7 separate regions of the Mus musculus genome follow, and regions 1, 3, 4, 5, 6 and 7 are each linked to region 2. A link is a contact called in public Hi-C, HiChIP or PLAC-seq and promoter capture Hi-C data. All regions are on one chromosome and are shown on one strand. Each heading gives the region's core, a stretch centred on a gene start, on an enhancer-like site or on the middle of the called end of the contact. The rest is flanking DNA. Distances are from core to core; before and after follow the strand shown.

Region 1 (4,063 bases), core at 1,157-3,656, 980 kb before region 2:
TAGACTCCATAAAATCAAATAACCCCATTAAAAAATGGGGCTCAGAACTGAACAAAGATTTCTCACCTGAGGAATACCGAATGGCAGAGAAGCACCTGAAAAAATGTTCAACATCTTTAATCATCAGGGAAATGCAAATCAAAACAACCCTGAGATTCCACCTCACACCAGTCAGAATGGCTAAGATGAAAAATTCAGGTGACAGCAGATGCTGGCAAGGATGTGGAGAAAGAGGAACACTCCTCCATTGTTGATGGGATTGCAAGCTTGTACAACCACTCTGGAAATCAGTCTGGCGGTTCCTCAGAAAATTGGACATAGTACTACCGGAAGATCCAGCAATACCTCTTCTGGGCATATATCCAGAAGATGCCCCAACCGATAAGAAGGACACATGCTCCACTATGTTCATAGCAGCCTTATTTATAATAGCCAGAAGCTGGAAAGAACCCAGATGCCCCTCAACAGAGGAATGGATACAGAAAATGTGGTACATTTACACAATGGAGTACTACTCAGCTATTAAAAAGAATGAATTTATGAAATTACTAGGCAAATGGATGGACCTGGAGGGCATCATCCTGAGTGAGGTAACCCAATCATAAAGGAACTCTCACAATATGTACTCACTGATAAGTGGATATTAGCCCAGAAACTTAGGATACCCAAGATATAAGATATAATTTGCTAAAAACATTAAACCCAAGAGAACGAAGACCAAAGTGTGGACACTTTGCCCCTTCTTAGAAATGGAAACAAAACACCCATGGAAGGAGTTACAGAGACAAAATTTGGAAGTGTGACGAAAGGATGGACCATCTAGTGATTGCCATATCCAGAGATCCATCCCATGATCAGCTTCCAAACGCTGACACCATTGCATACACTAGCAAGATTTTGCTGAAATGACCCAGATATAGCTGTCTCTTGTGAGACTATGCCAGGGCCTAGCAAACACAGAAGTGGATGCTCACAGTCAGCTACTGAATGGACCACAGGGCCCCCAAATGGAGGAACTAGAGAAAGCACCCAAGGAACTAAAGGGAACTGCAACCCTATAGGTGGAACAACAATATGAACTAAGCAGTACCCCGGAGCTCTTGTCTCTAGCTGCATATGTATCAAAAGATGGCCTAGTCGGCCATCACTGCAAAGAGAGGCCCATTGGACTTGCAAACTTTATATGCCCCAGTACAGGGGAATGCCAGGGCCAAAAAGGGGGAGTGGGTGGGTAGGGGAGTGGGGGGGGGTATGGGGACTTTTGGTATAGCATTGGAAATGTAAATGAGCTAAATACCTAATAAAAAATGGAAAAAAAAAGATTCTGGGATTCAGGTTAGCTGAGGCTGAAGAATCAGCTGTAATGAACAAGATACCAGGACTACTAAAGTGAAACCTTTGCTTTGCTGTGATACTCGATGCTGGTCAGCTACAGCTGAAGAATTAGTAGTGATTAAGAAGAAACTAGCATCATTGAGGTAAAAACTTTCTAAGTATTTCCTAAGAGCTACACAGAAGCTGTGTTCCAGAAGCAGCCAAGGTTGTCCCTCATGCTGGCAGCTGAACTTGGTAGCATAAGAGTCACCCAGGTGGTACTTACTGGTTTTGAAGACATGAACAGTTCATGGAGGGCAGCTGAGGCTTGGCACTGTGCAGTTTCAGTGGCAGATTTTTTAAAAACAGGATATAAAATATAGAGATAAACCCACACAATTTTTTTTTTTTTTTTGTTAAGACCTAGATGACTCTTAAGGTTGTACCTTCCACGAGGCTGAAGAGATTCCTTGGGGTTAAGATCAAGCAGTTGGTTGGTGCTCTTCCAAAGGATCCTGGTTTGATTTCCAGCACCCACATGGCAGCTAAGAACTGTGTCTATAATCCCATTTCCAGGAGAATATAATGCCCTCTTCTGGCCTCCAGGAGCACCAAGCACACATATGGTGAACAGACATACACACATGCAAAACACTAAAACACACAATAAAATAAAGTTCTGCCTCCATCAGTGAGTGAGCTTGGCATTCTAGGCTCACACCTGACTTTGCAAAGTTGTAAAATAAACTGCCTCGATTTCACTACTCTGAGTCTCCAGTGGTTTATTACAAAGATGTTGTGTCATAGGCACAGCGGCTCAAAGTTGTCTTTCCACCATAGGCATACACACATAAGATAATGATAAAGATGTTCTAAACGCTCAAAGCTAAAACCAAAAGCTACATACAGAACCATCACTAACAACCAACAAGAAATCTTTACTAAAAGCTCTCTAAAGAGCCTGCCTTTCCCAGCTCTTCCAGGGAAGTCTGACGACATCTACTGCCTAGCTTCGCCGCTAATCCCACACCCACGTGCGCAAACAGGGCTCTCAGCCACCGCGTCTGCGCACTGGGTCCTCCGGCTGACCGCAGGAATCTGGCCCGGAAGTCTGTGACAGGGAGACGGCCCCGGCCCCCATTCTTATCCTAGAGTGCCTACGGATGTCCTCCGGGCGGAGCCTCGGGCAGTTTCCGGCCGGGGCGTGCGGCAGCGGTGCGGGCTTTGTGGCCGCCCGGGGTTACCCGCCTGGATGCTGCTCGGCTTGGTTCCGCGCCGTCCTCTCGCCGCCGAGCTCCGGGTGAGTGAGGCGGAGCGGCTCGCGCGGGTGGGCGGGCTCGTGACCGGCGGGGCTCAGCGAGTTGGTTGGTGTCCCGGGCCGGCTGCACTTCGCTTTGGCCTCTGTCCGTAGCTCCTCGCTTGGTTCGGGCCGGAGCCTTGCGTCTCCTCGCCGAGCTGCGGGCGGTAGATGCATGGACCGATCGTCCGCAGACATCGAGGCCCTCGAGGGTTGCACACTCGGCCTCGGCGCCTGCAGGTCGGGCCCCCGGATGGCTGCTTGAAGGCTAAGCCGCTCAGGTGATGGAATGCAGGTGCGCGCCACGCTGCTCTTCGGCTTGGACCTTGCCCTCCTGCCTTCTGCCTTCCCTCAGTCCTTTCGGCCTCTGTCCGAGGGGATGCAGTGCAGGCACCCCAGTGCTTCAGGGGTTGAAGATAATATGTGTGTTGGACAGAATCAGCTCCGTATGTCATGAAGGAGGATTCTTAGGTGGGGTGAGGTGTCATACAAGCTGTTCTATTCCATGAAGTGTCTGAGTCAACGTCTATGACATCTCTGTGATAATGCCAGGGACATTTAGTCCTCTTTGCACCCGGCCCCACCGTGGTCCAGGAGTCCCCAGGGCTTGAGTGCTATGCTAGAGGTTTCCCGGGATATTAGCAGAAGAACAGTTCTAAACTCAAGTAGTTTTCCAGGTGGAGAGCTGATATTCACAATCGCCCTGTGCTCTTCTAGACATCGTTCCTTTGAGACCCATTACAATGAAAGAAACAAATGTCTTCTGATCACGAAGAAATCAGACTCCCCATGCCCCTCGCGCGCGCGCGCGCACACACACACACACACACACACACACACACACACAAACAAACATATACACATCAAGTTTTAAGGCAGAGAGCAGACCTTTGTTCCTGTCACGGATGTGGCATTGTATCTGTTTTAATACTTGGCATAATGATGGCATTCTTTTTTCATATGGGAGGTATAGAGAAACCTCACAAGCCAACACATGCAGCTATGGACACTCCTGGAGCCTTGGGGGTGGATTTCTGGTTCTGGAATGCGTTGGAGGATGATATAGAGAGAGGGTAGACCTGGGAAAGTACCCCCACTCCCCTACAAGACTTATGGTCTGATCTGGAAGTGGACGGGATGCCAGAGAAGCAGTGGGCTAGAACAAAGTGGTGTCTCTGAAGTAAATCACAGAGCCCTCTGACTGCTCTGTTGGCTTATGGAAAATGGCTGCTAAAAGGCCCTGGGCTTGTTAGGAAAAGAAGACTGTTTGTGTCAGCAGGATCCTTGTATGTAGGGGCTAGAGGTAGAGGTTGGAATAGGAGTCCTAAGAGAGCAGCCAGTCACTCGCTCTATTCTTTTTGACCTCAAATAGCATGCCTTGCACACACAGCACCCAGCTACCTCCACAGCTGCAGTGGCACATCCACAGGTTGTCAGGGACACCATGTCGAG
Region 2 (4,038 bases), core at 1,446-3,945:
CATCTGTAATGAAATCTGATGCCCTCTTCTGGAGTGTCTGAAGACAGCTACAGTGTACTTACATATAATAAATAAATAAATCTTAAAAAAAAAAAAAAAGACTGGGTGAGTTCACCAAACAAAACTCCACATCCACACCTCAAGTCCAACCAAATTAACCAACCAAATTAACCAACCAATAAGAAACCTAATGTATGCTGGGCAGTAGTGGCACACGCCTTTAACCCCAGCACTTGGGAAGCAGAAACAGGTGAATCTCTGTGAGTTTGACACCAGACATCTATCTCTACAGAGATAGATGTCTTCCAGGCTAGCCAAGGCTACACAGAGAAACCCTGTCTCAAAAAGCTAGCAACCAACCACACAACTGAACAAAAAACCCTTATGCACATCAAAACCACCTGAAACTCCCAAAATAGGGGCAGAGACAATGGCTGTCCTTCTAGAGACTCTGGGTTCAATTCCCAGCACCTACATGGAGGCTCACAGCCATCTGTCACTCCAGTTCCAGGATATCTGACGCCCTCTGCTGGTCTCCTCAGGAACTGTACACATGTGGTACATAGACATGCACACAAGCAAAACATCTGTACACACAAAATAAAATAGACACATCTGAGAACCACAAGATTCCTCCCCAAATAGGCCCGAGCACAGGGAAGAATTTAGTGTAAGACACCGGTGCGTTTTCAAGTAAGCAAAAAGATAAAGTATCCAACAGATACTGTTAGTGGGGACGATTGAGGGGGAGAGGAGAGAAGCTGGATTCTAATTTCATCCCTTATCTACATAAATTCCATATAGAATCAGTACTCTACAAGTACCAGACAAAATCGGATTATTTAGAAAAATAATCTTGAAGTAAGGAAGCCCCTTAAAACACAGCAAGAAGCCAAAATACTGTAATGGGAAATATTTTGCCCATAAAACAAAACCAATACCAAGATCCTTCTAGTTGTAAAATAAGTAAATAAAATCAAAGAAGACACTTTCTCAATGGAGTAAAAAACAGACAAACAAACAAGAAAGCAAAAAAAAAAAAAAAAAAAAAACCCATAGGGAAGTGTGTTTTTAACATACAGAAAAAGAATACAAGCTGGTGGTCAATCTGACCAGGAATGCAAACAGCTAAAAGACAAACGCAGAGGTGGAAATTGAAACATCTGTATGGCAAGAAAGCCCCAGGGACTGGTCACCTATATGGTGGTAAGGTGGCTTATTAGCTCTAACCTGTTAGTCCCATTCCACTTCTCTGTGTCCCCTACAAGGAAATCCCCAGTGTGCAAAATATCAGAACTAATGTCCACCCAGCTTTAAGTATCTCTATAGTGGAGCTCAGGGGAACCTTCCTTTTATGTTAGTGACAGGAATGTCCACACGCATTAGTAGGAGTGCCTGATTCCAATCATTCTAGAGAGCTCCACAGGAAACTGCTTCTAGTGTCACTATGCATTCACTATGTCAGGATGCTAGGCAGAGTAACATTTAAAAGAACTACTGTGGGCTGGGGAGATGGGCCAGTGGGCATGACATCCAATGTCCTTCTCTGGCCTTAGAGAATACAGCTGTGCCCATACTTCATCGCCCACATACAAGGGAGCTATTATTGTATACAATTTTCCTGTGTGTGCGTGCGTACCTACACATCAGCAAGCACATAGAGGCCAGCAGACAACCTTAGGTGTTATTCCTTAGAAACCTTTCACCATTGGGGGGGGGGGGGGCGGGGGCGGGGAAATACGGTCTCTTACTGGCCTGGAACTCACCAAGTAAGCTACTAAGCGGCAGAGATGGGGATGGCAGCACTCATCAGCACATCCAGATTCAGGTGTCTAACTGAGCCATACATGTGGAGGCTGGAGGGATGGCTCAGCGGTTAAGAGCACACGTTTTTTTCCCCCGTCTAGGACCCACACTTGATTCCCAGCACCCACATGGCGGCTCACAGCCAATTCCAGGGAACCCGATGCCCTCTTCTGGCCTCCGTTGGCACCAGGCATGCACATGATATACAGTACAGATACACACGCAGGCAAAGCACATAAATACATATAAAAAAATTAAACAAGAAAATGCCACGTTAGAGAAGTTGTCATCCATTAAAAGGGGCCTTTGCAAAGTAACAAGAGAGCAACAGCAGAAAAATAAAACAAATCCAAGAAGAAGCTGGGCTAATGGGGAGCAGAGCGGAGCACCTTCAGTTTGACAAGAAATGTCCTTCGCTGCTGAGGATGCATGGGACTTAAAATGCTGTATGGTGGCCCTGACTGTAGTCCGGGTTATGGGAGAGGATCGTGCGAACCCAGGACTTCCAGGGCAGTCTGGGACGCGGTTATTTCACCAGACAAAACCTCATCCACTGCCCAAGCCAAACCAAATTAACCAACCAGTAGGAAACCGTATGCACATCAGAACCGTCTGAACTCCGGACCGGGCTAGCGGGAGCCACCGCGAAGGGTCCCGGGGAGGGGCCTGGAGGGTTCGAGGGACCGGAGGGTGCAGCCTGGGTCAGCAGCCCGGCCGCAGCCATCCATCGGGGGGAAGGGCTGGCATACGCGAGGGCGCGGAGCTTTGGGTGCGGATGAAGGAGAGGGTCCCGCGCAGCCGACAGAGCGCCACTCACCATCTGCCGCAACCTCTCGCCCTGTGGCGGCAGCTTCGGCTCCCTAAGACAAAGGGGCCGTCCCGCCCCGTCTGCGCAGTCGTCAATCTCAGGGGACCCCGCCCCTAGGTCCCCACCCCCAACCCCCACCCCAAGTCCCGGACCGGGACGCGGGAGGATCGGATGGCCGTCCGCCTCCAGCTCTTCTTGCAGGACTTGATGCCCTGCGCCCCGGGGCCACCGAGAGCGTAGGCCTCCGCTGTGCCTAGAGAGACCGCGTGCTGACCCGGACCGCGCCTGCTCTTTGAGGCTGTAGCGGAAGCGGCGGCCGCAGTCCCTACAAATCCGAGTGCCTCCCGGCCTCGCCCCCTCCCTGCCGCCCCTCTTCTCCCGAGGGCCTTCGGTCACTTCCGCCAAGATCTGTGCTTGCCCTCTAGCGATTTCCCTGGTGGCCAGGCAGCCTGGACCACTGGTCTCGAGACCCATCAGGCTGACTCGGGCTGCTTGGGTTTAGTTTACAGTGTAGTGTGTGTTCAACTTCTTAAGGGACGGCCAGTCTGTCTTGTGTCCTCATCAACACATTCCCTAGACTAGCAGTGTATGACAGTTCCAATTGTTGTTTGTATTTGCCCACACTTGGTGTAAGCAGGCTTTTAGAAATTTAGTTATTCGGGGCTGGAGAGAGGCTCAGCGGTTAAGAGCATTAACTGCTCTTCTAGAGGTCCTGAGTTCAATTCCCAGCAACCTCATGGTGGCTCACAACCATCTGTAATGGGATCTGATGCCCTCTGCTGGTGTGTCTGAAGACAACTACAGTGTACTCACATACATGAAATAAATCTTTAAAAAAAATTGAGTTATTCCAGGGCTAGAGGAATGTACAACAGACTGGGTGTTTGACAAACGTGCACGAGGCTGAGTTTAATCACTCGTATCCATGTGAAAAGGCTGGGTGTAATAGTGCTTGCTTAGAACCCCAGCACAGGGGAGGCGGAACAAGGCCGAGCTGTGTAGGGCTCTCTGGCCAGCCAGTCTAGAGTCACTGGCAAGCTTCAGGTTCTGACCTGTTGAGAAGCCCTTTCAAAAGATAAAACAACAAAATACCGTGGTGCGCAGCTCCTCAGACTGACCCTTAGTGGCCCTGTATGCACACATATTCTCTGCTGGAAATTAAAGTCAGGGACTCTAGTATAAGCATATAGTATCTCAGTAGCACTCGATCCTACCCTCCGTTATGGCTTCAATTTTTATTTCTCTAATTGTAGTGGTTACGTGTCTTCTGTTACAAAATACTGGCAGAGGCAGAGGAGGCAGAGGCAGAGTCAGAGGGCCAATCTCTGTGAGTTTGGGGCCAGCCTGGTCTATAGAACAAATTCCAGGACAGCTGAGGCTACACACAAAGCATGGGGCTGGAGGAGGAAATGTCTGGGAGATAG
Region 3 (3,781 bases), core at 933-3,432, 920 kb before region 2:
AGAAGCTTGTGGTTGAAGAAGGCATTAGAAGTGACAACCAAACGCCTGCAAACCTGGTGGCCTCTGGCCTGGAAGTTGCCTTAGGGCAGGCTCATACCATTCCCCACTGCTCCACAGGTTTGAAATGGCTTGGGACTCTTGCCCTGCCTAGCACACAGGTTCCTGGATGATAGTCCAAACTAGGGAAGTATTTCTGCCCAGGAGGAGGAGTGCCTTGAGGAGTGGGCCAGCGATGCTGACAGGATGGCAGCTCTGGTATTAGGGGATACTTGTTCAATGACGTTGGGGGTCCAGCGGGACTCTGCTGTGTATGACCCAGGGAGCTACAGTGTCTGCCACCCCTAGGGGCATGGCGTAACACATTAGCAAGTCCAAGTGTGACAGAGATTGGAGGTGGGGACACTCCTATGTCTACTGGCCCTAAGAAGAGTGCTCCGACTTCCCTCTGGGGCATTGCCCTGACCTAAGGCTGTTGCTTTTCCTTCCTGTCTGCAATGTGAGGCGTGGCACACTGTTCTGGGGAGATGGAAGCAGAGCACCTGGGGTCTGATGCGGGCCTGTCTGCTTGGACAGGTCTCAGACTGGAGCCAGCTCTCCTAGGCAGCATTCCCACACTACCTGGGGATCCTAGCATGCTCACGCTGAGGGGACACTTCCTTGTATAAGACTGAGAACTGATACTGTCTAGCCAGTGGTGAGAACCCTCAGAGACACATGGGTTGGGAAGTGGCCTTAGTCCTGAGCGGCCACTGTGGTACCTGACCTCACAGAAGTCACACACGACCTTAAATGCCCTTACAATCATTCACTGGTACACATCGCCCCTTGACGATAGACGGGGCGGTGACCACTCCTATCAGCGATGAATCCAACAGCCTGCTCACTGACATCTGCCTATCCAAGTGGGGCCCTGCTTAAGGAAGGAGCCTATCCCACCCAAACCAGTGACTCAGCAGGAATTTTTTGTTCCTGACCTCCTACCTGAAGCTAGCCCCAGGCCCTTCACCACAAGTAGGGCAAGAAAATGACCCTTTCCTCTCCTGTCTGGCAGGAGGTAGTAGTGTTCCTGGGTCTGGAAGGGGGATCCATGGTTGAGGACCTTAGGCTACTACACAAAGAGGATGACAGGATGATTGTGATCAAGAAGGATTGGGGTTGTGGGGGACAAGAAGAACCTAGGAAGACCGGAAGTCGATGAATTATACAGCTTTCAGGTTAGGCACTGCAAGGCCCAAAGGTGTTACTGTACCCCAGGAAGTTAGCGGCTACCCAGGCCAGGTATCTTATCTGCCGATCCAGTCCAGGGATATGAGATCAGGAGTTAGGAGAGTCCAGTTTTCCCTGCCTTCCACACAAGGACCCAGCCCTAGACACCCCGGTTCATGGCGGCTCGGGGAGAGGCTCCGGGAAAGGTACAGGTCATGTCCTGACAATACCTAGGCCGCCAGAGCGAATCGCACTGTTCAGTCTCCTACTTGCCAGCGTGACCCTGGAAAATCCCTCACCCAGTGCCCCGGAGCGCAGTCTCCCTGTCTCCCACCCAGTCCCAAAGCACGCGCTCACTGCACCGCCCGGCCCAGGTCCAGAGACCAGACCCAGGTGGCACCGCGCGGAGGCCCGAGCCTCCCGTCCCGTGTGCCTCGCCCCGCCGTGCTGTGCCCGGCCCGCTCCGGGGCGGGAGCCCTACCTGGCCAGGTGAGCGGGGTTTCGGCACAGGGGCAGCAGGAGCCCACCGCCGCCCAGCGGCCTCGCGGTCCCGTCCGTCCGACAGCCACTCCCCGCCGCGGCCCGCCCGCCCGTTCGGCCTGATTCACGCGCCCGCCCCCGCCCCGCCCGCGCTCTGCCTCCTGCCTGTCCGGGCAGCACCTGGGCGGGGCGGCCCCACCCCGACGCGCCCGCATTCCTGCGCCCTCCGCGCCCCGGACCCCGGCCGCGATCCCGGGTTCCCAGTGTGGCTTCACTGGCGCCCCCAGCCCACACCCCAACCCCGACCCCTGAGCGCTCTGGTGGAGCCCCAGAGCTGCGCTCCGGACCCTGGCCAGCGCCGCTCCGGATTTCTAGAGCCTCGTCTTTCCGGACACTGAAGCCCCTTGAACCTATTTGAAAACCGATCGCTCAAAGCCCCTACTGCCGACCCCTGACCCTCGCCCCGGAAGTTGGGGTAACTCGGAAGTTCCGGCTTAGTCGCTAGGAAACTGGCCAGCTCGACGCGAGGGGCGGAGCTTCTGGCCTCTGTGTTGCGAGAGGCAGGTGAGGCAGGTGAGGTCTCAGACGGGGGGGGGGGGGGGGGGTGTTTGGGTACCCATCTCACTCAAGTGACCGCCCTACCGTTCGCAGACACACCTCTAGTTTCCCCAGTCCACTCCCCGCAGGCTCATCTTCGCGCATGAGACCGACAGCATAGGAACTCCACGGACCTCCCCACTCATTTGCCCAACCATAAAGGTTCCTGCGCACTCACCCGTACCCATGGGACCCCTCAGGCACAAGGGAATCTGGAGTGATCCGCCAGCAGAAGCCCCTCTGCCACACAGAATCCCGCAAACCAATCGTACCCCCCAAGTCCCCATCTCACATGAGGATCACTCTCTAAACTGCTCCAACAGTGTCGGTCCTGGCACCCACTGATCCTTTCCTGTGCAAACCAACTGAAGACACAAAGGTCCCGTCTTAATACATGCACATTAAAAGAGGCTGCACCCAAGATGCTGCAAGTACTGGATCCTCTACAGACAGGGAACCTCATGGTTGTATCGACCCCAACACATCACCCGTACACCTAAGGACTTAGTTCCTCCTAGAGCCCTAATCTACCCAGCCCTCCCTCCAACCCACTCCTCTACGCATGCCGTGCCCTGAACTCAGTCACATGTCCAAGCCAGCTTCCTACCTACCACTTCTCCTGTCCTAGATTCTCAGTGTCTGCCACCTGCCTGAACATTGTCCGTAAGACAGCTTACTTTCAGTCACTTTCTGGTCCTACTTTTAGGATAACATTTCATTAACTCCATCCCCAAATGCACTCTGGAGCCCTGCGGCCCCAGCCTAGTGGGTACATAAGTGTATGGAGTCAGCGATTGCACTACCCGCTTTCCTATTCATTGGCCCTGTGAGGGGTTCTAGGGCACTGGAAGACCCTACTAAAACAGGAGCGGAAAGTTCTTCCAAGAGGAGTGAATGGGGGGCCTGCCTTGTATACTAGGGAGAAGGGCATTGCTTCCAGAACCAGACAGCAGAGATTCCCAAGGCCAAGAAGGAAGAGGGTTTGCGGGTGGGGAGGGGCTGTGTTCAGCAGACCCACGTTGGCAGTAGTTGAAAGCAAGTCCGCAGAGCTCAGGCTGTTGAGCTTCTAGCCCAGCGATTTAGAGGATGGTGTTAGAACACAGAAGGACAGGCAGATCCAGAATTGTAGAGGACGGGGGTACCAGCATAAAGGGACACATCCTCTTGCTAGGTATCCTTCCTCGAGCTACTGGGCACATCCTTAGACCACCAGGGGCGGGCAGGTGGACCAAGAAGCTGGCTGGGGGACATGCTGGAGGTCTATGCTCCTGCTGCATGTTCATCCAGGGCCGGGGCAGTATTCCCACTGCCTTGTTCGCTGCCCTCCTGAATGTACCATCCCTGGACTTTTCCTTCCCACCCCCAGGAGAATGAGCACTAAGAAGGGGGGGCCCAAAGCTGCATCAGGGAAGGGGCAGGCGCTCCTCCCTGGGTCCAAGCTTCGAGCTACTGCTGGTGAGTGCCCCCTCTGACCTCCAGGGCACTACCCCAACACTGA
Region 4 (3,990 bases), core at 195-2,694, 940 kb before region 2:
CCTGATCTTCCAACAGGGCTGTGGGAAGCTTGGAACTGGACTTTGCAGGTGTGTCAATTTCTGGAGAGACCTCACGCAAGGAGGGCTGTGGAGAGATCCGAGAGCCCTCGCGCGACCGCAAGGTACCAGAGGTCATGGATGGAACCCTGGAGCCCTTGCGTGACGGGGTCGCGGATGAGACACGCGAGTCCTTGCGTGATGGAGTCAGAGATGAGACTCGAGATCCTGGATGTGATGGACTCCGGAGAGCAATCACTGACCCAGCCTTCTGAGATAGGCCCGGAAGAGACTCACTGGACAATATAGATGGAGTCTTGGAGGGTCGGTGTGACAGATCCATGGATTGGCCCCGGGAGGTTGGAACTGACTGGGGCGTAGCCTGGGCTTTTAAAACGTGACTGGTTGACCCGATGCGCAAGCTGGGTTGGAGGCTTTGGGGTGGCTGCCAGAGCGGTGGCCCCCCGGGGCCCCTTTGCAACCAGCCGTGCATTTGCTCCAGGTTCTTCAAGTCCACATGCTCCCGGCGCAGCTGCTCCCGCTGCTCTAGCAGCTGCTGTCGCATGTCCTGCAGTAACTGGGTCCTCTGGAGAAGTCTCATGAGTTCTTGTCGGAGATACCCGTTGTCCGCCTTGAGGGCCTGTGCGTGGGAAATGAGGGAACGTGCGGCCTCCCGCTCGGAGCGGCGCGTCAGGGACTGCACTTGCAGCCGCGCCTCCCGCTCGAAAGCCGTCTTCTCATCTAGGAAGCGTCGCTTCACCCCGTGGAGGAGCTGCGTGTGCTCCACGCGCATGTGCAGCAGCTCGCGCTCCAGGGTCCGGATTCGCGCCAGCTGCTCCAGCTGCAGCTCCTACATGGGGTGGGGTGAGGGTTGGGGAGCAGGGGGCGCCGATCAGCGCACCGGTAGGGAGCGCGCCCATCCCTCTGGAGCCCGCCCGGTCCTCGGGGGGCGCGCGCACTGGCCTTGTAGGGCTGGAGCTCCTGCACCCGCTGCGTCATGTTTTCCGCGCGCTTCTTCATTTCCTGCAGCTGAGCGCGCACCCCGTCCTCACGGCCGTGGTAGAAGGACGCTAGCTCCGCTCGCTGCCACCGGATCTGCGCCAGATCCATGCGGTTCTGGTCTTCGACGCGCACGACGGCGTTGGCGCAGCGCAGAGCGTGCGCGCTCACGTAACCGACATAAAGCCGGTTCTCTTCGCGCAGGCGCTGCGCCTCTCTGTTCAGGAACTCGTTGTCCTGCAGCACCTCGTCGATCCGCTGCTCACAGGCCACCAGGCTTTCTGAGAGCAACGCGTACTCGCGCTGTAGGTACTGCGCGCGCTCCGAGAGCGGTTGCTCTGTAGTTTCCTGCTTGCGCCCCGCGTTTTGTCCGCGCTTCTTCTTGGGCGCCATGGCTTGAGGCCCAAGCCAACTGGACTCATGAGAGCGCTGTGCTCCACCCGCTCCCCCAGCTCAGTTACTCTCCCTTCTTAACCCGAAAATTCTGGAGAACTGCACCCTAGGTTCAAGGGTGTGTCTTCTGATTATGAGGTTCAGAGCAGGCAGGATTAAGGATCAGAGAGCACCGTGGCCAATCTGTATATAAGCGTTCCCTCCAGACCACAGCTTTCGCATCCTGGTGCGTAGCTCTAGGAATGTTGATGTCCAGCTTGAACAACCTCTATGGAGACAGAACTTGGTTGCAGTGCCTCGACCTCATCCCATTCTGTTGCTCTGGCAACGGCTTGACTCAATCATTCATTCCCTAAGGTTTCTTATATCCTTGCATGATTCTTCAGTTACAGTGTCGCAGGTCAGGCAGAACTTCAGCTTCAAGACACTGAACTAACTTCCAAGTGCCCAGCCTCCACTCACCCGGGTCTTAGTGCTCTTGCTTTCACTCCACTAGCTGCGCTTCAGGCCCCACAGCATAAGGGGACTCTCACCGACGCTCCCTCCTCTATCCAGCTTTGAGCGAGCTCTCCCCCTTTCCTTGTGAAGTCTTCATGCTCTCAGGATGAAGCCTCCCCACAACATTTGTTTATTTGTGGAGACAGAGTTTCCCTGTGTAACAAAGCTCAGGTTGTCCTGGACTCGCTTTGTAGACCAGACTGGCTTCAAACTCGCAGACATCAGCCTGCCTTTGCCTCCGGAGTGCTGGGATTAAAGGCATTCACCACCACGCTCAGCTCCACACAGCATTTCTAAGGGGACGCTTGGCATCTAAAGCCTTGATGGAATGCTACTACCTTTCAGATAAAATGCACGATGAACAACGGTCTTCATTTCATAATCCAAGCGCTGGAGACTCGGTAGCCAAACCAAAGGGAAACTTTATTTTACAGCCTTGCTAAGTCTGCGCAACCTATTGAAAGGGCAAAAGTAGCTAGTCTGCAAGTTTGGCTCAAAACAGTGATATATATATATATATATACACACACACACACCTATATATCCCCCCCCCCCTCCGAATTCCTCATTGGCTAGGTTCTTCAGGGAGGTAAAATTTTCCCTACTTCTCTGATTGGCATAGAAACTTTCCCATCCTTCTGGGGTTCAAAATCTCCCCCCCTTTCCATTTACATGGGCTCAGTCCCTTAGTAGATCTGTGATAAATTTAAAAGGGCCCACGTAGGAAGGTGCCAGATGCAAGCTAGAGAAGCCAGGGACCTAGTGCTTCCTGCTTGTCTGTGGGCCATTAATGAGTGCTAAGTGCCCCTCAGGTTAAAAATGGACTCTTTTGCCCACTTTTTATTTTTATTTTTTGGCCAGTGCACTTTTCCACGAGGCCCATCCATTCTACCTTCTTAGCTTTCTTTGCCCGTAAGCCAGACATCTAGAGGATACAAGGGGTCCATCGGGGATTTAATGTCTCCCTTTTTGCTATGAGCTCTATACGGACAGTGTCTTTACAGGATTCAATCTTGATCAGAAAACATCAGCAGTGTGCCGGTTTGCTAGTGGATACCGGAGGTGACAACCATTCAGTGGGGGGTGCGGGCTCAGCAGAGTGGCAGCAAATAAACCACGGGCTTGTGTTGACTCTGTACAGGGACGTCACCATCACCCTGCCAAGCAAAAGGGCAGCAGCCAAGATCACCTAGAAGTACTCTCGAACACAACGCCCAAAGTGTTTGTAGTGTTTGACCAATCACAGATCTAGGAGGCAAAAGAGACCTTTGACATGATCAGCGAGGCTGGGCAGTGGTGGTACATGCTTTTAATCCTGGCACTCAGGAGGCAGAGGCAGGAGGATGTTTGAGTTTGAGGCCTGCCTGGTCTACAGAGTTGAGTTCCAGGACACCTAAGGCTATGTGCAGAGATCCCTACCTCAGAGAGGAGGAGAGAAAAAAAAAAAAAGACACAATCAACTAGAACCAAATTGGCTTCCTAAACAAGGAAGAATTGAGAATTGCACTGTCTATTTGCCTCACTGGGGAAAAACCCAGTTGGAGGAAACCTGGGTGCCATGCAATGCCAGGCTCCATCAGTGTCACCGTGTTCCTCAGTATATTTGGGGAGATGTCACCCGGCAGCAGATCCTGAGGATGTCACTAGGAATGCTTTTGGTAGCTTAGATGAAGAAGCAGCAGGGCCAGAAAGACTACCATAGAGAGCTGCTGATATCCCCCATGTGACTGTATACAGAGGAGGAAGTGAGTGAGCTATACAGAGAGGCCCTTGTTCACAAAAGTAGATTTCAGCTACATGGAGTTTACACACAGCTTTCAAGAGGGAGCAAAAGACAAAGATGACTGGCTTCCAGATCGGCAGACAGACAAACATTCCTGCTGCCCCCTGGGGTGTTTCTGAAAGTTTTGTCCTTACCATTATAACTGTTTTTTGCCTTCCTCGTTTTGTATTCTTAACTGTTTGGGGACACATGTGAAGGTTTGATCCTGTAATCTTAGCACTTGAAAGGTGGTGGCAGGGTGATCAAGGAGCTAAAAGCTAGCCTGGGCTACATAAGACCCTGTCTTTAAAAAAAATGTGTAAGTAACTCGGTGGTAGTGG
Region 5 (3,837 bases), core at 1,283-3,782, 810 kb before region 2:
AGGGCAGAACACAGAGGAGAGGCCCGTGGGTGGTGGAGGCTGGTGTCCCCTGAAATATGGGTAGATGAGGGTGGGGAATCCAGGGCAAGCAGTTCACTGCCCAGAAAAGGTGGAACACAGAGCCTTGGAATGACAGTTGGGACAGAGCCCTGCCAGAAGGACATGCTCTTGAGTGGCTCCTGACCTGGACATGGACAGCCAGCCCTGACAAGCATGCTTTGTACGGAAAGGCAAGGCCTAAGTGAGAAGTCAACACAAACTTTAAGCAAGCAGGCTCAGGTTTCCCGAACAAAGAAGAGATTCAGGGTGGGAAGCCACTGACAGCGATCCAGAGAGCAGGGACTCTGGGGAAGGGGTGGGGCCGAGAGAAGGAGTCCCAGTGTGTAAGATGCTGGCCTGTGGTTACCAGCCACTCCCTGTTGGCTTGTGGGTGACCTTGGGCCTAGTATGACTCTCCCCGGGCCCCGCCTCTTCCCAGGAGGATAGAAGAGGAGACAGTTGGCATCCGTGTTGGTTGTCTGGGAAGACAACCAGACACATGGATCAAGAAGTCAGGGTGTCCGAGGGGTACAGAGAGCTCCATCAAGGTGAGCAGGAGACCCAGGTAGTGTTGATAAAGGTAAAAAATCAGGGTCCTGGGCTTTGGGGCAGCAGCATAAGTAAGTCATGAAGGGGCTGGGGAAGGTAGGCAGCACATATTCCCCAGGCAAAGAGTTACGAGAGATGAAGCTCTCCCTGTCTCCCTTGAAGCCCACCACAGGATTCCCTAGGTGCCAAGAGGAAAGAGAGTCAGGACTTCTGGGGTATCGAACACCCTTTGTCACCACACTGAAGGGTGGGTCCCTCACCCCAGGCAGGGACAAGGATGGGCACAAGGGTCCGCTACAACTGTTGCTTGCTCTGTGCTAGATCAGAACAGAACTGGGAAGCCAGGCACATGGAGCCCAGCGCACATGGAGACTGAAAATCTGGCCTTTGCCCCCACTGAAACCAGCATCAAGAAGGGCCCCAGGAGTCAGTGACCTCGTGCCAAGGTTGGCATGATAAGCAAGTGGGGGTAGGGACGCAGCCCTGCCCCCCGACCCTCCCCCCACCCCGTCCTCTTCTTCCCAAGGATCTTGATACCACCCAAGGGCTATATCCCTATGGCTGCTCACCCTAGATGGACAAGGATTACAGCACCTGCAGGGCCAAACAGCACACCACACATCTGCTAGAAACCAACCCACACCCTCGCGAGACCGCACAGCAGCCTGGCAGGGTCCTCAGTTTCCCGAACGATCCCAAGACTCAGGGGCCTCCCACCTCCCATCTGAGCTCAGATGACCCAGGTAAATGGGGCCCAGAACGGTCCCGCAGCCCCTCACTAAGTCCGCCTGGGGCCGCTGGCCTCTGGTTCCCACAGCTTTTCAGTTTCGGTTCTCCAAACTGCCCTCATTTCCTCACCTGTCGTGACAAGGCTGGCGCGGTCCTCTGTCTCTCCGCTCCCTCCACGCCGGGAGCCCCGCGCCACAAGCATTTAAATCGGCATGGCCCCTCCCTATGTTGACCCAAGTCCCTTCCCCATTGAGGGCGGTAGGCGGGGCTGAAAGCCAGGTTGGGCACCCCACAGGACAGGTGGAGTGGGCAGGTGAACACAAACTAAAGCATGGGGCAGGGCTACCTCTGAGCAACTCAAGCTGGGAGAGGCTGTTGAGTTGCAAAGTCCCTCCTTTCCTCCCTCCCTCCCTCCCTCCCTACTACAAGTCATTGAAAAAGAATGCGGGCCTGCTCTGGGTTGGGAGTGGAGAGCAACATGGGCTCTGTGGCTTTTGAATGAAGTTTGCAAGGGAAATGAAGACCCACCAAAGAGAGTTTCAGTTCCCCAAACTCCTCTTTATTGCTGAGAGTGAGAGACATGCCGGGACAGTGGCGGTGCACGCCTTTAATCCCAGCACCTGGGAGGCAGAGGCAGGCAGATTTCTGAGTTCGAGGCCAGCCTGGTGAGAGACCCAACCCCACTCTGTGTGCTCCAAGCTCCTGCTCAGTCCCTGAGCATGCTCTGCCACGGTTTCCTGTCCCTATCTTCTGGATCTTGGAGTCTTCACAGCTCCTCAGTGGACTGCTCTGAGGTTTTGACCTTGTAGGAGCTGGAGTCTCTGCGGTCTTTGACAATTGGCAGCCCTGTCTGCAAGGGGTGGCCAGGCTTCATCTCACCATTCAGCTCCCTGACATTTCCCACCCCCCTGGGGCTCAAATAAGTTCCTCAGTCCATCTGAAGGACCCAGCATCAGGAGAACCTAGCATCAGGAGGACCTAGCATCAGGAGGACCTAGCTCTGAAGCCCATCCCAGCTCTCACCTTCAGAGACAGGGGTCTGTTAGTGCCCATTTGGTTGGAGGTCCAGAGCCTCAGGGTGATGACCTCAGGGGCTGGCACACTAGGAGTCCAGCACAGGAACCTTTCGTGGATCTTCTGGCTGGTTCTCCCCTTTGCTGCTCAGAGATCCCATGTCGCTAGGCCAAAGCAGATGGCACACCTCTCCTGCCCATCCACCACCACCACCACCACACCCTGATGACTTACATGTCCTGTCCTACCCCAGCTCTCACCTCTGACTGGGTCATTTTTGACCAGAAATTCATCCAAAGCTGCCCAACCACCTCCAACACGAACCATCATGGCTCCTCGAGCTGCCTATGGAGCCAGAGGTGGGGGGAGTGGGGTTATGACACCAAGCCTTCAATACAGGGGTTGGGGCAGTTCCTGGGGCTCTGTCCTCCCCACCGTTACAGGCCCACACTCACACCTGCTTACCAAGGCTCCCTGGACCTTGGGCCTGCCTCTGGCCCCTGATGCACTTGACCCTTCTGGGTTTCTTGCTCTGACCACGCTATTGGGCTGTTTCTGGCCACTGGAGAGCCCTGGCTTGAATGTGATGGAGACCTTGTGGAGAGGCCCACGTCTCCCCCAGTTATAGCTAGGCCAGCCTTGTCCCACGCTGTCCTGCTCCTCAGTTGACAGGAAGCTATCTGCAGGATCCTACTGGGAAATGTTTCAATGCTGCCTGTGGCTTCGGGTACAAAGCACACCCCAGACCACTTTATTTTATGACCAAGTCAATACAGATAGTGTCTTTACAAGACCCTGGTGTATGTTGGCTCCTTGCTGGGAGGTAAGACCAAGTCCTTTTCATGTGCCCAGATCTATGGATCTATCTGCCCTTACCTGTACCTGGTGGCCCTGTTCCAGCCGTTCCCACTGGTCCCTTTTGTCCTCGCTCCTCTTGCTATGCTCTGGCTTCCTAAGACTCCAGTTCTCCATGACCTCTGACCACCATGGCCTCCAGCTCAGTTCTTTTGGAATCTTCCCCAGGAGGCAAGCCTTAGCTCTACTCGCCAGATCCCCAGGCGGCTCCTGGTCAAGACTCATCAAAGCCAGTATCTCCCTTGGGGCTCGAGTCCAGTACTTTGGGGTGAGGGCCGGAGGCATCTCCTCTAACAAGCTGTGGGCTTGTACCACCTATGCATTAGGGGGAAATGTTAGGGAACTTGGAGGACCCCATGCCAAAATTGCCCACCACTTCACCACCTCTCTTGAGCCAACGTCCTCATCCCCCAGAGCCTCTTAGAAGTTCTGCCCAGCACTTTAGGCCTTCCAGCACCTCCAAATGGTCTTACAGAGGGTGTGGCTCAAGGACAGATGTGTCCAGTATCAATAGGCTAACCCTGGATTGCTACACAGTTACAGTACAGGCCAGAGCCTCTGGCCACTGGTCCCACCTTGATCCCCAAGGGTTCCGCTTGGCTCAGTCTATGGGGGCACAAGACCAACTTCTCTACAAGGTGGCCCACAAGC
Region 6 (4,080 bases), core at 394-2,893, 860 kb before region 2:
ACCCAGATAACATGCCCCAGGCAAGACATCAGCAGCTCCCAAATGGATAGCCCCTGCCCTCTGCCCTATGGGTCAGTCACTCTCAGTATCCTACCTACTATCCAAACTACCTCTTCTAAAGGAGTTTGGAGCTCTTCAGGAACCCCAACAATGAACAGCAAGAGCTTAACAAAGAGAGAACAACAATAAAAACACCAGAGAGCACTGGGGTGGGTTGTGGGTGGTGCACATCTTTAGTACCCACAGAGGCAGGTGGATCTCTGAGTTCTAGGACAGCCAGAATGAATTCCAGGATAACCAGGGTTACGAAGGGGAAACCCTGTCTCAAGAAACAGAACAAAAAAAAAAAAGCAATAACAACAACAGGCACCAGAGAGAAACACAAGTGCAAAATGTCCAAGATTCACACACGGATACCATAAAGGTCTATGAAGAACACCCGCAACGCCACCAGCCGGCAAGAATATCAGACCACTGAGTCCCCTATCTCAGAAAAGTAAGTCCTACATAACCTGCCTCCTTTGGCCTTCCTTCTAGTGTGGCCTCAGAACAACAACAACAAAAAAAACCCCAAACAAACCCGACAGGAAGGAACACAGACAGTGAAAGGTGGGCTCTCCGCTGAGCGATGACAGAATAGATCTGACACTGCAAGTATCTTAGGAGAGTCCCACTCAGCACTGCAAACCTCTCCTCCCAAAACGAAGGCAGAACACAGTGCAAGAAAACCAACTTCCTACCCTTAAAGTAGCCCAACTAGCTTTAACAGTTGCTAACCCGGGTCGGTCTCGCACCCTGGACCCATCCTCCTCCTGTGCTCTCATGGGCTTCTCTGTTGGCTCCCCTTTTAGGTTCAGTATCTACTTAGTCCCCAGACAGGTTGCCACCAGGTGCCAACACCGGCGGCTGGAGGAGGGTGGGGCTGGCTGGGGCGGGGCTCTGACCAGTAGGAACCTGCAGGGCCGGCTGGAGGTTGCGGTGCCCAGCTCGGGCAGCGCCTGCTGAGATCTCGCTCCAGCCGGCTGCCCCAGAAGTCATACACCACCCCGAGAACTGAGCGCGGGGCAGCAGGTGCGGCGGCCGCTCACCTTAGGTAGCTCGCGCAGCTGGTTGGCGTCGAGGAGCAGCTCCTCGAGGCTACGACTGTAGCGGTAAATCTCCTCTGGCACAACCTGCAGCGAGCAGTGCCGCTTATCCACCGACTCCACGTGCCGGTTACAACGCCAGAGCGGGATGCACTTCAGCATGATGCGGGCGGGCAGTGAGCGCGGGCTCGGGAGGCGCTCGGCGGGCTCGGGCCGGGGGGCGGGGCTCGGCCCGCATGAGCGCCGAGCGCGGGCGGAGCGGCGCGCGCGGGGGTGGGGCGGGCAGCCGGGTCCCGGACTGTGGCCGGGGTCGGCGCTCGGCTCGGCCCGCGTTCAATACGAGCTGTAGGCTCCGACGGCGGCACACAGCTGGCAGCACGGCCTGACCCGGCAGCGCTTTCTTAGGCGCTGGGGGCGCGGCGGCGGCTCCGCATCCCGCCCGGCCTGCTCACCTAGCAGCTCATCCGCCCGCAGCACCGCAGCCGGAACCGCCGCCGCTGCCCGCGACAACCGCCCAGCCGCGCAGCCCGCCGGGAAGCCTAGGCCCGCCCTCTCTGCTCAAAACTACAGCTCCCAAAGGGCCACGCGGCGTGGCGTCTCCGACGACCCGTAGCGGTCTCGCGCGGGGCATGTCGGGATTTCCGGCCTCGCTCTGGCGTAACCCATACTAGCAGGTGTAACAACTCAGATGCCCGCCCGCCCACAAAATGCTCTCTTGGTCCTGGATCCTACAGATCTCAGGGCCAGACAGCTCTCAGAGCTATCCACGTGAGCAAGGCTGCAAGCCAGCACTCCCCACAAAGGAAGATAAAGCAAGGCCTGTCCACCCCGGTCCCTCCTGTTCACCCCTGCACAGCAGGCTGAACGCCCTCCTTGTCCCTGGTGCCTTGGAACCCTGATAAGACATTCCACACACAACCAGCTTGGGTCACAGGACCAATTTCAGACACAGGGACTTCAGGGCCAGTGGTATCTGCATCTTTATGTACACTACAGGGTGGGTTGGGCAGAGTGCCTGGTCCCAGGGACACACCACGGTTAACACTTTACAAAACCCAAAGGAAGGAAGGGGCAAGTGCAAGTCCAGGAAATGAGGCCAAAGTCACGCGGAGAGGTCGCTGTTATCAAAACGCTCCTGGTCATACACTTCAGCCACCACCTTGCGACCACCAAACCAGCGCCCATTGAGGGCCTGGATGGCCTTGTGAGTCTCTGAGGCCATGGAGAATTCCACAAAAATCTTGACGATGATTTCTGCATCTTCCTCTTCGCCCTGTTTTTCTTGATAGATAATGACCCGGTTCACAGCACCAAATTTGCCACACTCCTCTGTCACCTCTCCCTCCAGGTCGTCATCGATGTCCTTGGGGTCCACCATGTTTCGGAGAACCATCACTGTAGACTGTAGGAAAGACAATTGACTGCTGTGACTGTGGGAAAGACACCTGAATGCTGCGACCTATCACCCACTACTTCACATTCATACCGCCGAGAGCGGGCCTGGCACGAGCCCACCTACTTACCTCCTGTTTTCTGAGTAGCTTTTGCATGACCATGTGGCGAGCACTGCTGCCCGAGATGCTCATGTGCTCCTGCTCACTCAACATCTCTGGCCGTTCTGACTCAGGAAACAGCTCCTCCTCTTCCTTCTCCTTCTTGGGCTCCAACAGACCCAACGTTGGCGGGCTGGCGAGAATGGGGTTCACTACTCCCACAGAGGGGATGGTGACCGGAATAGGAGGGCGGGCTGGTGTCACACCTGCAGCAAAACCAACCGAGTTTAATAGCCACACATACACTCTCCTGTTTGGGAAAGAGTAAAGAGATGGTTGGCGATAGCCAGCCTGTCCTGGATTCAAGGGATTACACCGAAGTAAGTATGGGTTGGGAAGCTGAAGACAGACCCTAGAGGAGAGGGGAAAGGAATGGAAGAGAACCTGATCAACTCAGACTCACCTGTGATGACTCCAGGGGCCTGGGCAGCCATGACAGCCTGGGGTAGGGCCCCTAAGGGCTGGGCCAGTGTCAGTGCTGGGGACACTAGTCCTGGTGTGGCTAAAGTACCCAGCACTGCTGCTCCAGCCACTGCTTCCTGCAACCAAAAGACAAGCAGAGTCAGTTTCTAGTCTGTTCTCACAGTCAGTTCTTTGTTCCCACCCAAACCATCTAAGAGCCAGTTCCCAAAGGCTGAGTGGGTCTGTCCACCCACTGTCCACACTCATCACTGCACCAGCTCTCACCTGAGCTGTAATCTTGGCCGTGGCTGCAGCTGCGGCCACAGCAGCAGCAGGCGGGAGACCTCCAGGCGTGGCAGGTGTTAGCAGGGGCATGGGGGGTGTGACGGCCTTGCCCACCCTCAAGTACTGGCCACCCAGATCAAAGAGGTTCATGGAGGACACAGCATCCTGGGACGACTGGGCCTTCTCATATTCTGCAGGGCAGGATGAGCAGTGAGAAAAGCCAGCCCCAGTAAGAGGCGGGCTCCCTCTTCTCCTTGGCCCTTCCCAAACTCACCGATAAAACCATAGCCCTTGTGCTTGCCAGTTGTGGGGTCCCGGGCCAGCGTACAAGACTTGATCTTGCCAAAGGCTTCAAATACACTCTTGATGTCATCATCAGACAGGTCTTGATGTACAGAGGCCACATATATTCGGTTGAAAGCCCTAGCTTCCTCAGCCAGCTGATCTATGATGGGTTGGGCTTGTCCAATGTTGCTGGGTCTTCCCACCTGAAGAAGGTCAAGAAGAAACATCAGCCTAGGCCTGTGGTGACTGCTTGTATGTATGTAACTTCACGGAACAATTATTCTAGGTCCAAGACCAAACTTTTTTTCTTTTTTTGGTTTTTCAAGACAGGGTTTCTCTGTCTAGCCCTGGCTGTCCTGGAACTCACTTGTAGACCAGGCTGGCCTCAAACTCAGAAATCCGCCTGCCTCTGCCTCCCAAGTGCTGAGATTAAAGGCGTGTGCCACCACTGCCCGGCTAAGACCAAACTT
Region 7 (3,527 bases), core at 561-3,060, 830 kb after region 2:
TAGCATCTGGTTCTAACTGTCCACCCCAAATCTCCCACTCCAGCCAAGGTGAAGGTGCCCTGTCCCACTGGAATCAGCTGATGGTGCGCTTGTAGGAAATAATTGACTTTGTATACAGAAGGCAAGAAGAGGAGGGATGCTCTGGCAGCCCTCTGAGGGTAGGAACACATGGGAACTGAGGGTGAGAGCTGGTGGTGACTGTCTGGGACACGCAGGGCTCCTTAGGCATCCACCACACGGTGACCCCATCTCAATGTAGAGGGAAGACCACGAGGCTAGCTAGCATCCCCAGTCTTCATACCAGCACGTGAACTCTGGCTATTCTGAGCCATGTCCCTCCCCCGCCCCTTGACTAAGCCTGGGTCCCTTAAACTCTAGCAGGCTATCCTCCTGTCCGTGTGCAGCTTCCCATCCACAGCAATGCCTGTGCCCTTCAGGGTACAAGTTCACCACTGCCCAGGGCTCGCTTTCTCTCTCTCTTTCTCTCTCTCTCTCTCTCTCTCTCTCTCTCTCTCTCTCTCTCTCTCTCTCTCTTTCTCTCTCTCTCTCTCTCCTTGCTTCTGCAGGGTCCTGAATCTAACCAGGGCTTAGAATCCTGCCACTTCCTGCCTTTGTTTCAGTACTTGCTCTGGGCTGCCCATCTGCCATCGCTAACCATGGAACCTCACGTCATAGCCAATCCTTTATGTAGACAGTAGTGCAAAGGACATTCTCCTTTAATAGAACTTTGTCTGCCTTTCAGATTACCTCTTCAAGATCTGTCTAGAGGTCTGGCAAAATGGTACAGTAGGTAAGGGTGCTTGTGGCTAAGGCTGATGGGCAGAGTTCAATCCCAGACCCTCATAATGGAAAGACAGAGCTCACTCCTGCAAGTTGTCCTCTGCCTTACACACACACACACACACACACACACACACACACACATTTGAAAAATAAGTCTAGGCTGCTGTGGTGGCACATGTCTTTATGCCAGCACTCTGGAAGCAGAGGCAAGTGGATCTCTGTAAATTTAAAGCCAGCCTGGTCAACAGATCAAATTCCTGGCCAGCCAGGGCTACACAGTGACACTCTATTTCTAAAAAATAAAAACAAAACAAATAAAAGAAAAAGAAAAAAGAAAAATACAAAAAAAAAAACCTTAAAATAACTAACTTACTTTGTAGGCAGAAAGCTAAAAGTAGTTCTGTCCCACTGGGATGGTGTGTGTGAGGGCACAGTAAGAATTGTTTCTGGTGGTATTTTCCAGGCACACAAAGGCCTGGCAGAAACAGCAAGAGGCCTGCAAATGTCCCCCAGTTCACCAGATGAGATGAAGTGGCCTTTACACGTGTGTCTGTCCCTTTTCTGTCTTCACTGTCATTTTTTATACTGCCCAGCTCTGCATGCACACAAGGTACACTGAGAAAAGTTTGGTCCAGCAACCCATTATAGGGTTAACTACCACAGGGTTAATTTAACCAAGACTTGCCTGGCTCCCCTCACCTCTATGGAGCTCTGTCAAGGCACCTACCACCTGCAAGAGCAACAAAGGGGAGCATGTCTCAATATCTTCTCAGATGGTTCATTAATATTCTTTCCTTTCATAAGCAGATAAAATCTTCTCCATTTTGTTATTGTTGTCATACTTGTGACTACTCACTCCCCACCCCCAGGCAAAGACGTTCATAGGCAAGGAAAAGTCCCCAGTCTCCATTCTTTGGCCCCTCAGGAAAGCCTTGCACTGACCTGGTCCTGTGCTGCAGCTGGGTGCTGATGTGGGCATGGTAGACCTCTTGATGGGGGCTGTGACTCAGTTTACAGAAAGGCTGTTCTGGGAAGGACTGCCCTGCCCTGCCCAGGCCTGCCCTGCCCTGCCCTGCCCTGCCCTGCCCTGCCCTGCCCTGCTCCTGGCTGGCTGTGCAGCCCTGATAGGAGCCCTCTTCTTCCCAGCTGGAACCCGAGCAGAGTTGCGCAAAGCAACCCTCCAACCCCATCCCTTCTGATGGTTTCAGGGCATCCTCAGAGCAGGGAGGGAGGGAGGGAGGGAGGGAGGGAGGGAGGGAGGGAAGACACCTTGCTCCTTCTAAGGGGTCCTTGATGATCTCTCAGGGTCAAGTTGAATCCCCTTTAGTCAGCACTCCAGGCCTCAAGCCCACTGCAGTCTCCCCCCTCCCAACCAGCCCCTGCTTCTATCATACATACACCTTCAAGTCTATCCTGCCTCAGTGACCATGACACCTCCGTGTCTTTGCTGTGGCTGACCCTGTAGTGAGACTTTCCCACTCCACAATGGGACACTCCTGTTCTTTCTGCCCCTTCATCTTCCCACAGTGGCTGTGGCACCTGGCTCCCACTGTAGAGACTCTAACCCCACCCCACAGGTGGGCAGTGGCCTTGGGGGGGTCAACAGCACAGGTGATGTATCCATCGGTTGAAAACACAGGTTCCTGGTGGGCAGAGTGGAGACCCATGCTGGCCCATTTACTCTGAGACTGAAGCACTAAGTGGGACCTTAAAAGGCCACATTGGTGGCACAAACCTAGAATCTCAGCACTCAGGAAGAAGCTTAGATGAAAAGATGATAGGTTTAGAGCCAGACCTGGCTATATGGGGAGACTAGAATTTCTACGGAATTAGCCTGTGCGTTTCTGCACACTCAGAGTCTCTCTCTCTCACACCCAATGGTCTACTCAGTGATCTTAGGATTGCAGAGCTGGTATTGCTCTGGGGATGGTGTTTGGCAATGTGCCCCTCTTAGTCCCCACACCTTGTGTCCTTGCCTATCCAGACACCCAGGACAGCTCCTGCTTTCTGCCTTCATCCCTCACATACTGATAACAGGAGTCAGGGGAGATGTGAGCCTGTGATCCAGCTGACTAGTCTGCCCTTGGCAAATCACCCCACTACTGACTGGGCCCTCAGTTTCCTCGCCCCCCATAGGCCCTGAAACAGAGTGATGCCCAAAAGGACAATTGGATGAGAGCTTTTGGGCTGTCCACATCTTTAGGAGCCAGATTTAGTCCCTGTCAGACAACCAGGGAGGCAGAGCCAAGATTCAAACTAAGATAAACATTCTGACATGTGGCACTCATAATCCCCCTTTTTGCTTCTGGTAATTTTGGGATCATTTTTTTTCTATAATTTCCCTTCCATCAAGTTTTCACACACACACACCCCTTACCTGGTACCAATACCAGGATTGATATTAATATTAACTCAACAGCCAAACAAAAGTACTTCAAGGTGCAGAACCAGGTAAATTCCCCTATGAGCCAGAGAGCAGTAACGGAGACCTTCTAATCAGAGCATGGAATAGACCAGAACATGGTCTCTCCAACAGTCTTGGATGGAACCCCCTGGATAGGACTCACTTGGCAGGTTAGGGCATAGAGATCTTGAACCCTAGAAACTCCTCAGCATCTGAAAATCTGCTACTCAATAGCTCAGCTTGACTGGTGGCATCCGAAGCAAGTGTCCCAGGATGTCCTGCTTGACATCTCAGCCTAATCTTTGGCAACGACGGCCACGGGGATCCTAACGCAAAGGAA

Evidence for each region. Promoter capture Hi-C pulls out the DNA fragments that hold promoters and counts their contacts. Hi-C and Micro-C count contacts between places; a contact is called where the count stands out from the background. HiChIP or PLAC-seq counts read pairs in DNA pulled down with a chosen protein or histone mark.
Region 1: a contact with region 2 is called in a promoter capture Hi-C map of cranial neural crest. The contact joins the promoter of Zfp623 here to the promoter of Zfp647 in region 2.
Region 3: a contact with region 2 is called in a FOXA1 HiChIP or PLAC-seq map of pancreatic cancer cells. The contact joins the promoter of Iqank1 here to the promoter of Zfp647 in region 2. A contact is called at or near these places in 1 of 39 promoter capture datasets (liver) and 1 of 115 datasets of contacts at active chromatin or transcription factors (pancreatic cancer cells).
Region 4: an HNF4G HiChIP or PLAC-seq map of pancreatic cancer cells shows a contact between it and region 2. The contact joins the promoter of Ccdc166 here to the promoter of Zfp647 in region 2. A contact is called at or near these places in 1 of 39 promoter capture datasets (liver) and 1 of 115 datasets of contacts at active chromatin or transcription factors (pancreatic cancer cells).
Region 5: a contact with region 2 is called in an H3K4me3 HiChIP or PLAC-seq map of bone marrow-derived macrophages, with 6 times the contacts expected there. The contact joins the promoter of Eppk1 here to the promoter of Zfp647 in region 2. A contact is called at or near these places in 2 of 115 datasets of contacts at active chromatin or transcription factors (bone marrow-derived macrophages and pancreatic cancer cells) and 1 of 9 other capture datasets (liver).
Region 6: a contact with region 2 is called in a Hi-C map of CD4 T cells, with 4 times the contacts expected there. The contact joins the promoter of Scrib here to the promoter of Zfp647 in region 2. A contact is called at or near these places in 1 of 39 promoter capture datasets (neutrophils), 1 of 484 Hi-C or Micro-C datasets (CD4 T cells) and 1 of 115 datasets of contacts at active chromatin or transcription factors (pancreatic cancer cells).
Region 7: a contact with region 2 is called in a promoter capture Hi-C map of hippocampal neurons, with 3 times the contacts expected there. The contact joins the promoter of Apol8 here to the promoter of Zfp647 in region 2. A contact is called at or near these places in 1 of 39 promoter capture datasets (hippocampal neurons) and 1 of 115 datasets of contacts at active chromatin or transcription factors (pancreatic cancer cells).

What each region holds. Positions count from the first base shown.
Region 1 is chr15:75,938,546-75,942,608 of GRCm38.p6, forward strand. It overlaps Zfp623 (zinc finger protein 623), which reads left to right and starts at 2,407. Exons shown (of 2, transcript NM_030199.3): 1 at 2,407-2,614.
Region 2 is chr15:76,922,753-76,926,790 of GRCm38.p6, forward strand. It overlaps Zfp647 (zinc finger protein 647), which reads right to left and starts at 2,696. Exons shown (of 5, transcript NM_172817.3): 1 at 2,624-2,696.
Region 3 is chr15:76,007,687-76,011,467 of GRCm38.p6, forward strand. It overlaps Iqank1 (IQ motif and ankyrin repeat containing 1), which reads left to right and starts at 2,183. Exons shown (of 14, transcript NM_001370920.1): 1 at 2,183-2,259; 2 at 3,650-3,738. The coding sequence starts at 3,654. It overlaps Fam83h (family with sequence similarity 83, member H), which reads right to left and starts at 1,812. Exons shown (of 5, transcript NM_001168253.1): 1 at 1,688-1,812.
Region 4 is chr15:75,980,841-75,984,830 of GRCm38.p6, forward strand. Ccdc166 (coiled-coil domain containing 166) reads right to left here and starts at 1,445. Exons shown (of 2, transcript NM_146059.2): 1 at 961-1,445; 2 at 1-847. The coding sequence starts at 1,389.
Region 5 is chr15:76,117,663-76,121,499 of GRCm38.p6, forward strand. It overlaps Eppk1 (epiplakin 1), which reads right to left and starts at 2,533. Exons shown (of 3, transcript NM_144848.2): 1 at 1,447-2,533. BC024139 (cDNA sequence BC024139) reads right to left here. Exons shown (of 16, transcript NM_001142968.1): 11 at 3,762-3,837; 12 at 3,208-3,501; 13 at 2,797-3,021; 14 at 2,592-2,676; 15 at 2,341-2,474; 16 at 1,855-2,167. The coding sequence ends at 2,084. It overlaps Gm52196 (a long non-coding RNA gene), which reads left to right and starts at 397. Exons shown (of 3, transcript XR_003951574.1): 1 at 397-587; 2 at 910-1,034; 3 at 1,115-1,486.
Region 6 is chr15:76,068,141-76,072,220 of GRCm38.p6, forward strand. It overlaps Scrib (scribbled planar cell polarity), which reads right to left and starts at 1,644. Exons shown (of 36, transcript NM_001310543.1): 1 at 1,089-1,644. The coding sequence starts at 1,247. It overlaps Puf60 (poly-U binding splicing factor 60), which reads right to left. Exons shown (of 12, transcript NM_028364.2): 8 at 3,600-3,813; 9 at 3,326-3,516; 10 at 3,042-3,177; 11 at 2,609-2,844; 12 at 2,042-2,487. The coding sequence ends at 2,188.
Region 7 is chr15:77,753,463-77,756,989 of GRCm38.p6, forward strand. Apol8 (apolipoprotein L 8) reads right to left here and starts at 1,811. Exons shown (of 4, transcript NM_001081970.2): 1 at 1,726-1,811.